Regions from separate parts of the Gossypium hirsutum genome. Here all the other regions are linked to region 2. Evidence: chromatin contacts called from public Hi-C data. All regions are on one chromosome and are shown on one strand. The core of a region is the stretch at or near the end of the contact, and the rest is flanking DNA. Distances in the headings are between cores, read along the strand shown. Region 1 holds the start of LOC107886604 (transcription factor PAR1). Region 2 holds the start of LOC107942723 (AP-1 complex subunit gamma-2). Region 3 holds the start of LOC107886612 (serine/arginine-rich splicing factor RSZ21).

Region 1 (4,191 bases), core at 290-2,789, 220 kb after region 2:
TCTTTAGTATATTAACTAAAAATGATCTTAATTCAAATATACAGTGAGAGAGATCAAAATAATAGAAAATGAGAAAAAAAAAGAAAAGAAAAGATTACAATAAACAATTGTCAGAATGAAGCAATTCAGACCAAAAAAAAAACACTTCCTAAAACCCAGCTCGAAACTAAAAGAGAAAGAAGGTTACGTTTTATTTTGAACGTCAGCAGTAAAAATAATAGAAATCAACCTCGTTGCAAATAAAATCCAATTAGCTTAAAATATACCAAACAAGCAAACATAGAACTCTGTTATTAGAAAATAGAAATTTCAATTACTCATCGATGTAGTGGCATCTAAGAAAATATGTCAAAAATAAAACTAAACATAGTTAAGAATTGCATTTAGCAGAGAATCCTTTAAGCAGATAAAGAAAATGAAAAGAACACTTCGTATCAGTGAAGAAAGAGAAATTTATACATTTCCATGAATAATAAATAATGGGTTTACTTTTCTTCTTGTTGAGATTGAATTTAAGAATGAGTTTTGATGTTTTATATTTCGTTTTAGGGAGGGGATTTTGGTTATTTACGTTCTGGAAAGCTAAAAGAAAAAGAAAAAGGAAAGTTAAAAGAAAAGAAAAATTAAAATTATTGGGACTAATTAAAAAAATTCGACATCAACTTATTGTTACACACTTAACAGAAGTTAATGGCTCAATAATTTTGATGTCCACAATGTACTTAAACAAACATAAGTGTAATTTAGTCAACAAACGAGAAAGAAAGAAGGAGCAAAGGCTGGAAATTCCAGCAGATGGGTAGCCCACATGCATGAATTCCAGAGGAAATTAAAACCACCAATATTAACAAACTAAAAGAGAAGAATAAACCAACTTCTTAGGAGAAAACCTTAACCTTCAAATATAATTACTATAAGGAAAAAAAAAAGGAGGAAGAGAGTACATTTGTATATGGCAAGGCAGCAAATGCCATCTAAATTCTATATTATATATAATCTACATAAATATTTGAATATTAATGTCGACTGAATTATTGGAGTCTTTAGTTAACATCGTTCAATCTTTAAATAACTTTTACCTTTACCCTTATAAAAAGAAAAGGAGAGATTAAATTGAGGGTTGGTAAATCTTGGAAAGAGCTTGCAGAAGATTAAGTTGTAAGCGCAAATGCAGTATATAATCTGCCGTCCTCAAGAACAGGCGATCCGGTTGCATCAATTGCCCTCCCGGAATTAGCTTTTGCAACCTTTTGATCTTCATTCTAACTGATCGACCACCGGTGCTGCCTCCGCCACTGCAAGCAGTCCGCCTCCTCCTCATCCTCCATTTCACCATAGAAAACTCTTTGCAGCTCCTTGGCTCCGTATGTTTCATAAGAAAATGTGTATAAATTTCTTAAGCTAAATGGAGAACAAAAACGCAGGGAGGAAGGAAGGAAGTCACTCTTTATTTTCTTGGGTTTGTGTTCAAAGGAATGAAAAGTTATGATTGATGTAACAAAAAAAAAATGGAAGGGGAGAGAGAGGCATGAATGATGGGAAGAAGAGATATAGAAGGGACCATGTGAGCCGAGTCTTGATGTTCCTTTCGGCTCTTACGACATGAATTAAATATTCTCTCTTATTTTCATAAAATATTAAAAATATGTACGCGTATATGTTCCTGTTTTAGTCACACGTTCTCCCTAGTTTGTCGTTTTATGGACGTGGGCTTGCGGTGGGGCCCAATAAATCCCAACCCCATTTTTGCAGATACCATCATTCTGTGCACCACTAATCTTTTATTGAGAATTTAGTTAAACAATCCAACTCTTTTTGCTTTAATAAAGACATTATTGTCTATGAAATGGAAATTCTCTAATAAGTAGAGTTACCCTCGTAACTTTTATTAAAAATATTGGCCCGATAAATCTTTAAGTTCTGAAGTTTTATATTATGAATTTTTAACATAAAGAAAAACAACATTTGTTAATTCAACTTAATAACTCATAAATTGGTTAATTGAACTCAATAATTATATGTACTTGTATGAATGTACATTATTCTATCATTTAACAAAATAGTGTAGTTGAGTTGAGCGAAACTTAAATAGTGGAAAACACAAGTTCAAGCTCAAGTTTGGCTCGAAATTTAAGGCTCGATATTCGATTCAAGTTTAATCAGACATCAATTTTAAACTTGAGCTTTATTAGGCTTGTTTCTTAATTTTTGTACTCAACATCAAACTTTAACTTGAACTTCAACTCAATTAAGCTCGTTCATACTTAAGCTATTTTTATATAATAAGAGTAAAAATGTGATTTCATATATAATATATTAAAATGAAAAGCTCAATTAGAGTCAGAACCATTCAAATTGAATATTACGATGCTCAAATTCAACTTGATTAATAGCTTAAGTTGCTTGAGTGCAAGCTCAACTCGATAATTACCGAATCAAATTTGAGCATTTTATTTGGAGTCAAGCACAAATAGCTTGTGAACATTGGTGTTTTATTTATACCACTACTTCCGCACATTCAACCTGCCATTATTTCCCTATTTCTTTATCATCATATGTGCCATATAGGGTCTAAATGTCAATCTATCTCAAAAAAAAAAATAAAAAATAGTAATGACAATATGTTAAGGGGGAGCTAAGGTTACTTGATGTTATAGCTTCCTCCATTGTGTATGTTTTGTTCAAAAAATTGCTAAAAGGGAAGATTGTTGAAAAATATAGAAATGGCAATAGAGTGCCAAGGGAGTTCTCACTCCTTTACCATTGGAGTTGTTTGAGATAGTTTTCATATTTGAAATGTTGGCAATTTATTGAATGATATTTATAGGTTCTGTTGAGTATATGGATGATATCTAGTCCATCAATGAAGATCATATCAATTGGAGAAACATAGTTTGGAGATTGGATCGAATTGGTTCACCTTATTTAATCCTTTAGATCGTGGATATCATATTGAATTGGAACACTACACTCTTAGCTGTCAAAAGTCCATTTTTTTATTCATTATTATTATATTGTATTCAACGTATAATGTGGTTGTTTTTATAGGGATTGATATAGATCTTCTCTATGTTAGCAAGTCTCAAACAACTCCATATAATTGAGAGATTTGTATAGGTTTATGTACCAAGAATTGAGAGCACTTAATTTGTACATGTGAATAATTATATTTTGTGAGTGCAATGTGATTATAAAACTTGTTGTGTTGTGGTTTTACAAGATAAACTCACAGGGGTGAATTTAGTGCTGAGGGTTCTAGTCTTCAAAGATACAAGTGAAGAAATTATCATGGATGTGTGATAGATTTAGGATCACTGTGTAAGAGTTTAAAGATAGTGGATACTTCTCATTAAGCTAGGCTTCGCAGATATAAGGAAAACGAACTAAGTAAATAATCTTTGTGTCTTCTATTTTATTTTTTGTTCATGTAGTGCTTGAAGGAGTACCCACTCCCTTAGCCGTTCCTTCCAAACACTTAGTTTGTTTCTCAACGATTGTTCGAACTAACACCACCCATTAACATTAAGTAAAAAAATGGACTACCTAATTATAAAATTGTCATTGATATCTTTTTTTCGATAAGTACATTAATGCAACTAAATAAGAAGAATCCACTCAAAGAAATTTGTAGAGCAAGAAATTGCAAGAACGTGAATAACTAGAGCTATATTACAAGTGCATAACAACCAAATATAATCTAAATGCTAAATGTTGTTGTAGGATCATAACATCGACCTCTCTACAATAGTTAAAATATTGGTAGACATATAAAAGAGGTTATTATATTGAGGATTGTATATATAATATAATATAATATAATATAATATATTATAATATAATATAAGCATGAGTTTGGACAAATTTTGAACTGATGAGAATACTTTTTATTTCCATCATATTACTAAATTTACATTTAAAAATAATTATAATATTTAATTTAGAATTCTTAGTTTAAAAAGTTGAAATAAAATAGTTGTGATAATTATACATTTAAAATAATTATAATTTAATAGAAGTTATGGTAATAATATATTTACAAATAATTAGAATGAAATAAAAGTTATTCTAATTTTATTAATATAAAACAAAGTTATTGTTTGAATAGAATTTTAAGTATCTTTATTGTCACTTAATTAATATTAAAGTTAGTTATGTTAATTAATTATTATTTTGAATAATATTACTTTGCAT
Region 2 (4,423 bases), core at 461-2,960:
ATGTCGTGATATCAGTCCTTTAATGTTGTGATGAGATCAAGTCAGTATGTTGCGTCACGACAAGGAACCCTCAACTCCGCTACATCAACCTGATATTTTAAATTTTTTATAATTTGGTCTTAATTCTACCTCGGGTTTGAAATAAAGCTTCCATAAGCTCATATACGACTCAAAAACGAATGTATATCATATCATATGTATGTATTGTTTGAAATTTAACCATTTATTGGTATAAATCAACTGTAGTTTGATCGTAGTTGCTCCGACAATGAATGTGACACCTTGTAGCTTGGACCTAACGATCGGATTGGGTATCAGGGTGTTACATGGATGGCAACATGTCATCATTGAATCAAATTGCTTTTATACAATCAAAATGCTTAATGGAAAGATCTCAACGTCTTTGGAAGTTTCAACATTTATCTCCAATATCCTATTGATGGTTTCTTCAGTTTCAAATGTTCTTTTTAGCCGTGTGATTTGACCTAATAATCAAATAGCTGATTGGATTGCTAAGAAACAATATTTTATTCTTGTCGGATAAATTGGGTATTTCGTATTACAACTGAATTTATTTATTTTTTGTAATTCCTTTACTTTCAATGATTTTTCATAGTTTGAACAACAACAAGAAGAAAAAAAACCCTTAAAAATATAACATTTGATACATGAACTTGACATTTTTTTTTTAAATTTGATACCTAAGTTCTTTTGGCCCAATTTGATATTAAACGTGACTCTTTTTCTTAAGTGGTTACCTAGCTTTTTTGACCCAAATCAGTACTTGAACGTCAATGCTTTTCCTAATTTGGTATCTAAACTTGTAAAATGTTATACAAATTACCCTAATGTTAGTTTTTCATGAGGGAACAAAAATAGCTAATGTATGATTGACATCTGATAGATGACAACAAGTTTAATGGTAAGAGTTATTACATTTATTTGGAGTTTCTTCTGTTGCATTAAACAATATGCTCAAAGTTTAGTTTTTATTGAGGTTGAGATTACTTTGATTGTTATTGGTAAGAATGATTCAGAATCGATTACATGCTTAAAGAATGTCTTAATCTTTACAAAGTCCTTAATTCCCTAAAAATATCGGCACTATAAGAGGTAATTCATGTTACAAATTGTGCTCTGAATTGTTCTTCACAAATTAATACTGAAGAAGAAAATAAGAGTTTTAAAAAATAAAATAAAAGAAATTCATTAGGTTAAATGTAAAATTTTAAAATAAAGTAATTAAACATTTAAAATATAAAAATTTTTGTCATTTATCACATATCGATCATACATTTTGAATATCATTGCTACTTCATAGAAAAATATTGTTAATATATTGATGTAATTTTATATATTGTTTGACAAGTTTAAGTACTAAATTAGACAAAAACAAGTTAAGTATGAAATAAGAAAAAAAAACTAAATTAAACAAAGAGAATTAGTTACCAAATTAAGAAAAAAATTGATGTTGATACACCAAATTAAAAGAATATTTCAAGTTAATATTATATTAAACAAAATTAAACAGCGAAGCCTAGTCGTAATGGTGGGGCTTTAAACTTGGCTGCAGAGCCGTTACTTAATTACTACAAACAAATGTCTATAACTGCCCAATGAAATCCTGCCATGTCACGTCCAACCAATAAATAAGCCGAATATCCTCCTTGCAAATTTAACCCAATATTTACGACTGACTGGACTTACAAATGCCAATTTGACCGCTCTGCTCTCATTTTTATCAAGTAGAAAAAGAGACTCCGTTTTCTCGGTCTCTCAGATCCAATTCTCCGTTTCTTCCTCTTTCTTAGATCTCCGAATTCCAGCATTTGGATCTTCTCTTTCACATTCTTTAAGCTTGCTAAAAGAGAAAAAAAAGAAAAACAGTACGGTTTAATTCTGAATAGTGCTATTTTGGTGATCGATTTAATTGCAGCATTTGGTTTAGTTTCTATTCCATCTGTTTCGACCTCTCTACTAGAGTTTCCTACCTTAATACGATCATGAATCCTTTTTCTTCCGGTACTTGTCTAAGGTGAGCACCAATTCCTACTGTTACCCGTTTCTTATTTTACTTCTCCTTTTTCCTTTTAATTGGAAGATCAGATCAACAACTCATGAGTTTGTTTATTTGAGTGGACTGGAGTTGTGACTAAAATTTAAAAGAGCTGTATTTTTTAATACCGTGATTAGAATTTCGGGAGTTCAGTTGTGGTTCGTGCAACTTAAAAGATGATTGGGTATGTATTTAGAGCTAAGTGTAATCTGTTAGCCTGTTTGGGGTTTTCATAATTTGGTTCTTCTGATTATCTTTTGTTTTCCTTTTTATTATCTCGAGTTAGTTGCAACTTGCATCTATTAATGAAATTGTAGAAATGTGTCATACCCATTTAATAATTGGTTTGAAAGTAGCTTGATCTTCTTTTTTTGAAATGTTGATAATATTAAATGATGCACTAAATAGCATTGTTGTTAGGAGGTACCATTATATAGATGGCAACTAAAACGTTGACTGGTTTGGTCACGCAAGTCTTACTGTCTCTAGTCTTGCATTATATGTAGCATCGTTAAGGCATCCACAAGGGTGCGCATGCACCCTGCGCCTTAACACTAGATAGCAAACAAAAGTGCCTCGAACCCTTTTAGGTGAGATGCATGCCTGGTGCACCTAGACACACTTTTTGTAAAATGGCAGGCATAGAAAATGCACATGTAGTTTATATACATATTAATTGAAAATGGTTTAAACTTACTTCTCCAATGCAGGGACATGATACGGGCTATACGTGCATGCAAAACTGCAGCAGAAGAACGTGCTGTTGTAAGGAAAGAGTGTGCTGCTATTCGTGCTTCAATTAATGAAGATGATCAAGATTATAGGCACCGTAACCTGGCAAAACTCATGTTCATTCAGATGCTTGGATATCCCACTCATTTTGGCCAAATGGAGTGCTTGAAGTTGATTGCATCTGCTGGATTTCCAGAGAAGAGGATAGGATATCTTGGTCTTATGTTGCTTCTTGATGAAAGAGAAGAAGTTCTCATGTTGGTCACAAACTCATTAAAGCAGTATCTTTTGCGTGGATTCTTCTCAAGCTTATTTTGTTCCCATTTCCTTTTCCCTTTTATCAGTTCTGTTCTGGGTTAATATTGTTGTGCCTGATAGGGTTGTATTACAAGTGTAAAAATAAGAAAATGGAGAGATTTGCTTTACTTGCAGGAACCTTAATTTATATGCAGAGATCTGAACCATTCAAACCAGTACATTGTAGGACTTGCTCTTTGTGCACTGGGTAATATTTGTTCAGCAGAAATGGCCCGTGATCTTGCACCTGAAGTAGAAAGATTGCTGCAGTTTCGAGATCCAAATATCAGGAAGAAAGTAAGTGTGTCCTATTCTTAACTCAAAGATATGTTCATCACATATAGATGTGAAGTAAAGAAGGAAAATGGAGGCCACTGGACTCCAGACTTTTTGAATTTCTTATGCTTAATGCTGAGTATCCCTCTTAAATGATAACTTCTCTGTCCTCTTCTGCAGGAGTAGGAAAGTTTTGGGTTTTTCTGTTGAGCACTTCAAATATTTCTGTTTGTGCCCTTTATTTCTTTGCAACAATGCGTTTGTAATTTTGTCAATTAAAAGGTTAAAAGTGTAAACTGATTGTTAAGTACTGGATACTGCATAACTGAGATGCCATCTGTATAGTGTGATATTCGTTCAATGATATTCTGCACCATTCATATGGCAGCTACTTTTATCAAATCTGGATTTTTTTCTGCCTATATTTCTTAACCAGAAGAATTTGCAGCATACAATCATTCAAGGGAAAAATGCTAAGGTATTGAAACTATTAAGTCCAATGTGTGACTCCAAGAAAGACAACTTAAGTTTTCTTGTTTGATGGGGAGGGAAAGGCATCTAATGATCATTGCCAACCATTCTATGATGGCATTTTTCAATGTTCTAAATTGGTTCAACTGCAATATCACTTTTCTATTGGAGGACTGATTCAATTAAACAGGCCTCCCACTTCCACATCTCTCCCCTTCTGCCCGTGTGCGCAAAGTGGCTTTGGTTATGAATTCTCATAATTTGTATTTGTTGATAATTTTTAGGTTATATATATGTCAATTTCTTCAGTGATCTGCCTGCAATCTTTAAGAGCTCTTTACTCTTGTTGTAGGCAGCATTGTGCTCCATACGGATCATAAAGAAAGTTCCAGCCTTGGCTGAAAACTTTATCAATTGTGCCGCTTCCCTACTTAAAGAAAAGCATCATGGGGTCCTGATAACAGGAGTTCAACTTTGTGCAGATCTATGTAAAGTCAGTTCAGAAGCCCTTGAATACTTTAGAAAGGTAAACTGGTCTTGACCTTATGAGCACAACAGCTCATAGCTATAGCATTTGAAAGACACTCTATG
Region 3 (4,115 bases), core at 1,281-3,780, 180 kb before region 2:
TCCAAGTTTCATACGCTGAAGACAGTAAGCAAGCTACCGCAGAAGGGGGTCCAAGGAACCCTAACACTTTGCAGAGTGGAAGCCGTGCAAAACCACAAGCTCTAACAACCTAACCGTCACAAAACGAACACAAGTAACCTAAATCCTTTTTTGCTCACTGAACCTATTTGAAACTATAGTATTTGAATATTTGTTTGCCATAGGTGCTGTCATTTCAGATTTTGCTTCAGTTCCCACTTTAATCTCTGCAAAGGAATTTAAGCAAATGCATATCAGACTGGATAAACACTGAAAGTATCATAAATGAGATTCCTGACTGTTCAAGTAATTAAGTTCACACGACTTTACCCATTTGCATAAGGTGAATCACGACGAGAATAACGATATGGAGGCGACCTGCTGTAACTCCGACCACCGCGAGGTGTTATGCTGCGGCGCCGAGGAGATCTTCCTCCACGTGGACTATAGCTCCTGCCACAAGATTAAAAGAATTTATGTGCCACATAAAATAGCAAGTAATTTTTTCTGAGTAGTCTGCATATTCTTGTTGAGAGGACCAATCAGTAGAAGCCAAATCAAGTTTAATTAAAATAAAAAGCCTTCATCAAATCCATTCAAATAAAAAGATATATGCTTCTTGTCAGTATAATAAAAAACCAGTTGGACATATAGGTAAACACAGTCCTAAATTGTCAGACATTGTTTTTGCATAAATATCAATTCTAGCCACTAAATTTCAAAAAGGGGGAATGGGGTTTTTTGAATAGCATAGGAAAAGGCATGATATATAATGTACCATCACTTTGTATAGGCTCCTTTACAAAAAAGATCACAGTAGGAGCTAGCCTCCTCTACACACTCCAATAACGAGAGAGAAAGAAAAGGAATCCTTAAACCCACCTGCGCCCATACCCATAACTTGGACTCCTACGGCGACGAGGACTGGGGCTTCGACGCCGGCCACTTCCCAGGCCTCGTGATCCATAATGCGAGCGGCATTCGCGAGCAAAGTGACCAGGTTCACCACACTCATAACACTTTAAATCCTCACCCCCACCACGGCGCCCACCACGGCCTCCACCACCTTTTGAATTATGAGAAAGTTCCACTCGCCAACCATTTTTTCCTTAAGTGAGAAAAAAGATATGGTTAGAAAATTCTAGAAATGATCAATAAAGCAACATAGATCAGAAATGTTATTTGAATCTAAGGAAACAAAAGAACTAAGAGCCAAATGCGCAAACTTAGAATTATTTTTTTGGAATAAAAAATCAGATTGCATCAAACCACTAAAGCAACTGGCTGCAGACAACCAGGAAACAATAGCAACTTCTTGAAATATAAAAGAAAATCATTAAACTACTTAAACCGGCTAGGAGACCTCTCTAACATTCAAATGAAAAGCTCAACGCTCACCAAATTAGAAGCATATGCAGCAAATAAGTGAAGGCAACATAAATAATCAAGCAAAAACTAATGAATATGGCAACTTATATAAGGGTATTCGAGTAGAGAACCACCATAATTCAAGCATGTAAGAGTAATACAACAAATGAAAGAAATAAACACTAGAAAAAAGAGTATACACACCATCCAGTTCACGAATTGCATCAATAGCATCCCTGCGATCATCAAACTCAATAAACGCATAACCAGGAGGCCTTCGAGCTACCCATACACTGGATTCATTTCATCAAAACATAAATCAATCAATAGCACAATCAGCATTTTTTTTAATTATTTTAAAGCTTGTTTCAAATGGAAGAAAGCAAGACTTTATCTTGTATGATATTGACGAACAAACTAAATAATCAATTAAAGCTAGCAAAACCTGACAATCTTCAGAGTGGCAAATAAATTTAATCCAAAAAAAAAACCCAGGTCCCTATCAAAATACAATTTTTCCCCTTCATTCACAAAAAATAAAAATAAAAATACCTGCGGAGAACGCCGAAAATCCTAAACTCGTCTTCGAGATCCCTCTCAGTGACCCGAGGATCCAAATTCCCAACATAGACCCGAGACATTCTCGTAAAATCACTGCACACCTTAAACAATAATAAATTAATTAGGAAAAGTGAATAAAATCACAAAACGGAAAATCTAATGATTTTGAATAGCCATCAAAGCTCGTTATAGAGACATCATAGAAAAATTAGGGGTTTTGCAGAAAATTATCGAAGGAATCGAAATTATAGACGGAGGAGATGATAGAGAGTAGGGGTTAGGTTACCTTGAGGAAATTTCTATAGGGTTTGCAGGATAGAAGAAAGAGAGAGATGAAAATTCGATTGATCAAATTGGTTTGAGGTAGCCAATCCTAAAACCCTCGAAGAATAAACAACACTATAAAAATCTCAGCTGAAAATGAAAAGGTTCCGCTTTGCTAATTAATATTGTGCAAGGCCTTGGCCTTTCTATAGTATTGGGCCTCTCAACAAATCCCCAATGGAAAAGTACAAATTTTATGTTGGAAAGAACTCAAGTTTATTGAATTCCTATCTTCCTTTACATCAAGTTTTGGATTCTAAGTCATAAAAGAAAAACCTAGCAAGACTTCGTATATCAAGTTTGGTGAGTTTTGTTTTGACTAATGCCGAGTGTCTAAGTAATTAATCCCTACACCAATTTACCCTAGTTTTAATTGGTATAATAATAAATTTAACCTTCAATATTTATAAATTTTATCATTTTGGTCATGATTTTAACAATTTAATAAATTTACTCTCACCGGATAAAATAAAATAAAATCAAGATCAACTTTATAAAATGTGCTAATGTTGAGAGCTATATTTGTTTAATTTTTTAGAATTAGAAATTTTTTTGATAAAATGTGTAAACATTGATGACTATTATACCAATGAAAAATAGAATAAATTGATGAAAAATGTGAAAATCATGATTAATTATCTTTAATTGCTCGCTTTTTGAAACTTAAAAGAGCTATTTTTTTATTTTTTAAAAAACCTCAATTTACTCAATATTGATATTGAAAAGAATTTTTTAACATGATGCACTTTACCTATATAAATTCAATACTATATAAGTCTAAGTATTAATGGTTTAATTAAAAAACAAAAATACTATTCAACCCTAAATATTATCCTTCTCACCATTTTACAATAATCATTTAAATTTTGAAATAAGAAGAAATTGTTATGAATATCTTATTAAGTGGATGTCTATCAAAATCAAGATAAGCTTTGATATACTTTAAATTCTAATAGTCATTAGAAATAGATTTCTACTTCATTTATACTTCTTATGCATATAAATAGAGACTTTGGAAAAGTTTTGTAAATATCTCGATTGATTAATAAAAATACGCTCTCTCTTTGCTCTCTCATTCTCTTTGTTCTTTATTCTCCGTCTTTTATTTTATAACACGTTATTAGCACGATTCTCTTTTAATTATCTTAATTATGGATTAAACCAACGGCAACTTTGCGAACCATTAAGCTCGTCCATAATACCAAAATTCAGCCTCTAACCACTAAAATTACTCTTACTTTTCTGTTTCGTTGCCTCATTTGCTTCTTCAAATGGCTATTTATTGCTGCCGGTTGCTATTCAAATTGAGTGCTTACTTCCCTGATTCTCCATTACTTGTTGTCTTTAGCCTACTGTTGTTTGCAACTCTTTGCATGAAGTTTTCATCTATTTAGTGTTTTATATCTAGATTAGTTTTCAATTAAATTAAATTAATTTGAGATTATTTTAATTAACTTGTTTTACTTCTTATTATAGTTCGTAAAAGAATATTACTCCGAATGGAAGGTTTGAGTATACACTAAGAGGCTCAACACCAAGATGGACACTGCAGTCTGTTGCTTTGGATGGCGAAAAAAAATTTGACCTCCCAGCGTGAATTTTGGATTTATAGAGCACAATTTAAATTGGTAAGGAGCTTCATTTTTTTTTGAGGTATGATTATTATTTATTTGTTTTAAGTCTAACCAAATTATTAACTTATATTATTGAATATTGATGGGTTCATAAGTTTTACTAATAAAACTTTATAATATATTATTTTTAAATGATTGTTTAAATATATATTAATCGTAACACCCCTAACCCGTATCCAACATCGGGACAAGGCTCGAGACATTACCGGA

The links. Hi-C and Micro-C count contacts between places; a contact is called where the count stands out from the background.
Region 1: a contact with region 2 is called in a Hi-C map of leaf, with 1.9 times the contacts expected there. The contact joins the promoter of LOC107886604 here to the promoter of LOC107942723 in region 2. A contact is called at or near these places in 3 of 34 Hi-C or Micro-C datasets (leaf and petal).
Region 3: a contact with region 2 is called in a Hi-C map of leaf, with 4 times the contacts expected there. The contact joins the promoter of LOC107886612 here to the promoter of LOC107942723 in region 2. A contact is called at or near these places in 16 of 34 Hi-C or Micro-C datasets (anther, callus, hypocotyl and 3 more).

Annotation. Positions count from the first base shown.
Region 1 is chrA03:99,971,341-99,975,531 of Gossypium_hirsutum_v2.1, forward strand. It overlaps LOC107886604 (transcription factor PAR1), which reads right to left and starts at 1,540. Exons shown (of 1, transcript XM_016810622.2): 1 at 947-1,540. The coding sequence starts at 1,375. The coding sequence ends at 1,109.
Region 2 is chrA03:99,747,738-99,752,160 of Gossypium_hirsutum_v2.1, forward strand. LOC107942723 (AP-1 complex subunit gamma-2) reads left to right here and starts at 1,711. Exons shown (of 18, transcript XM_041099890.1): 1 at 1,711-2,035; 2 at 2,767-3,069; 3 at 3,241-3,382; 4 at 4,185-4,358. The coding sequence starts at 2,004.
Region 3 is chrA03:99,564,702-99,568,816 of Gossypium_hirsutum_v2.1, forward strand. LOC107886612 (serine/arginine-rich splicing factor RSZ21) reads right to left here and starts at 2,531. Exons shown (of 6, transcript XM_016810637.2): 1 at 2,234-2,531; 2 at 1,939-2,040; 3 at 1,591-1,679; 4 at 901-1,126; 5 at 349-471; 6 at 1-245. The coding sequence starts at 2,027. The coding sequence ends at 239.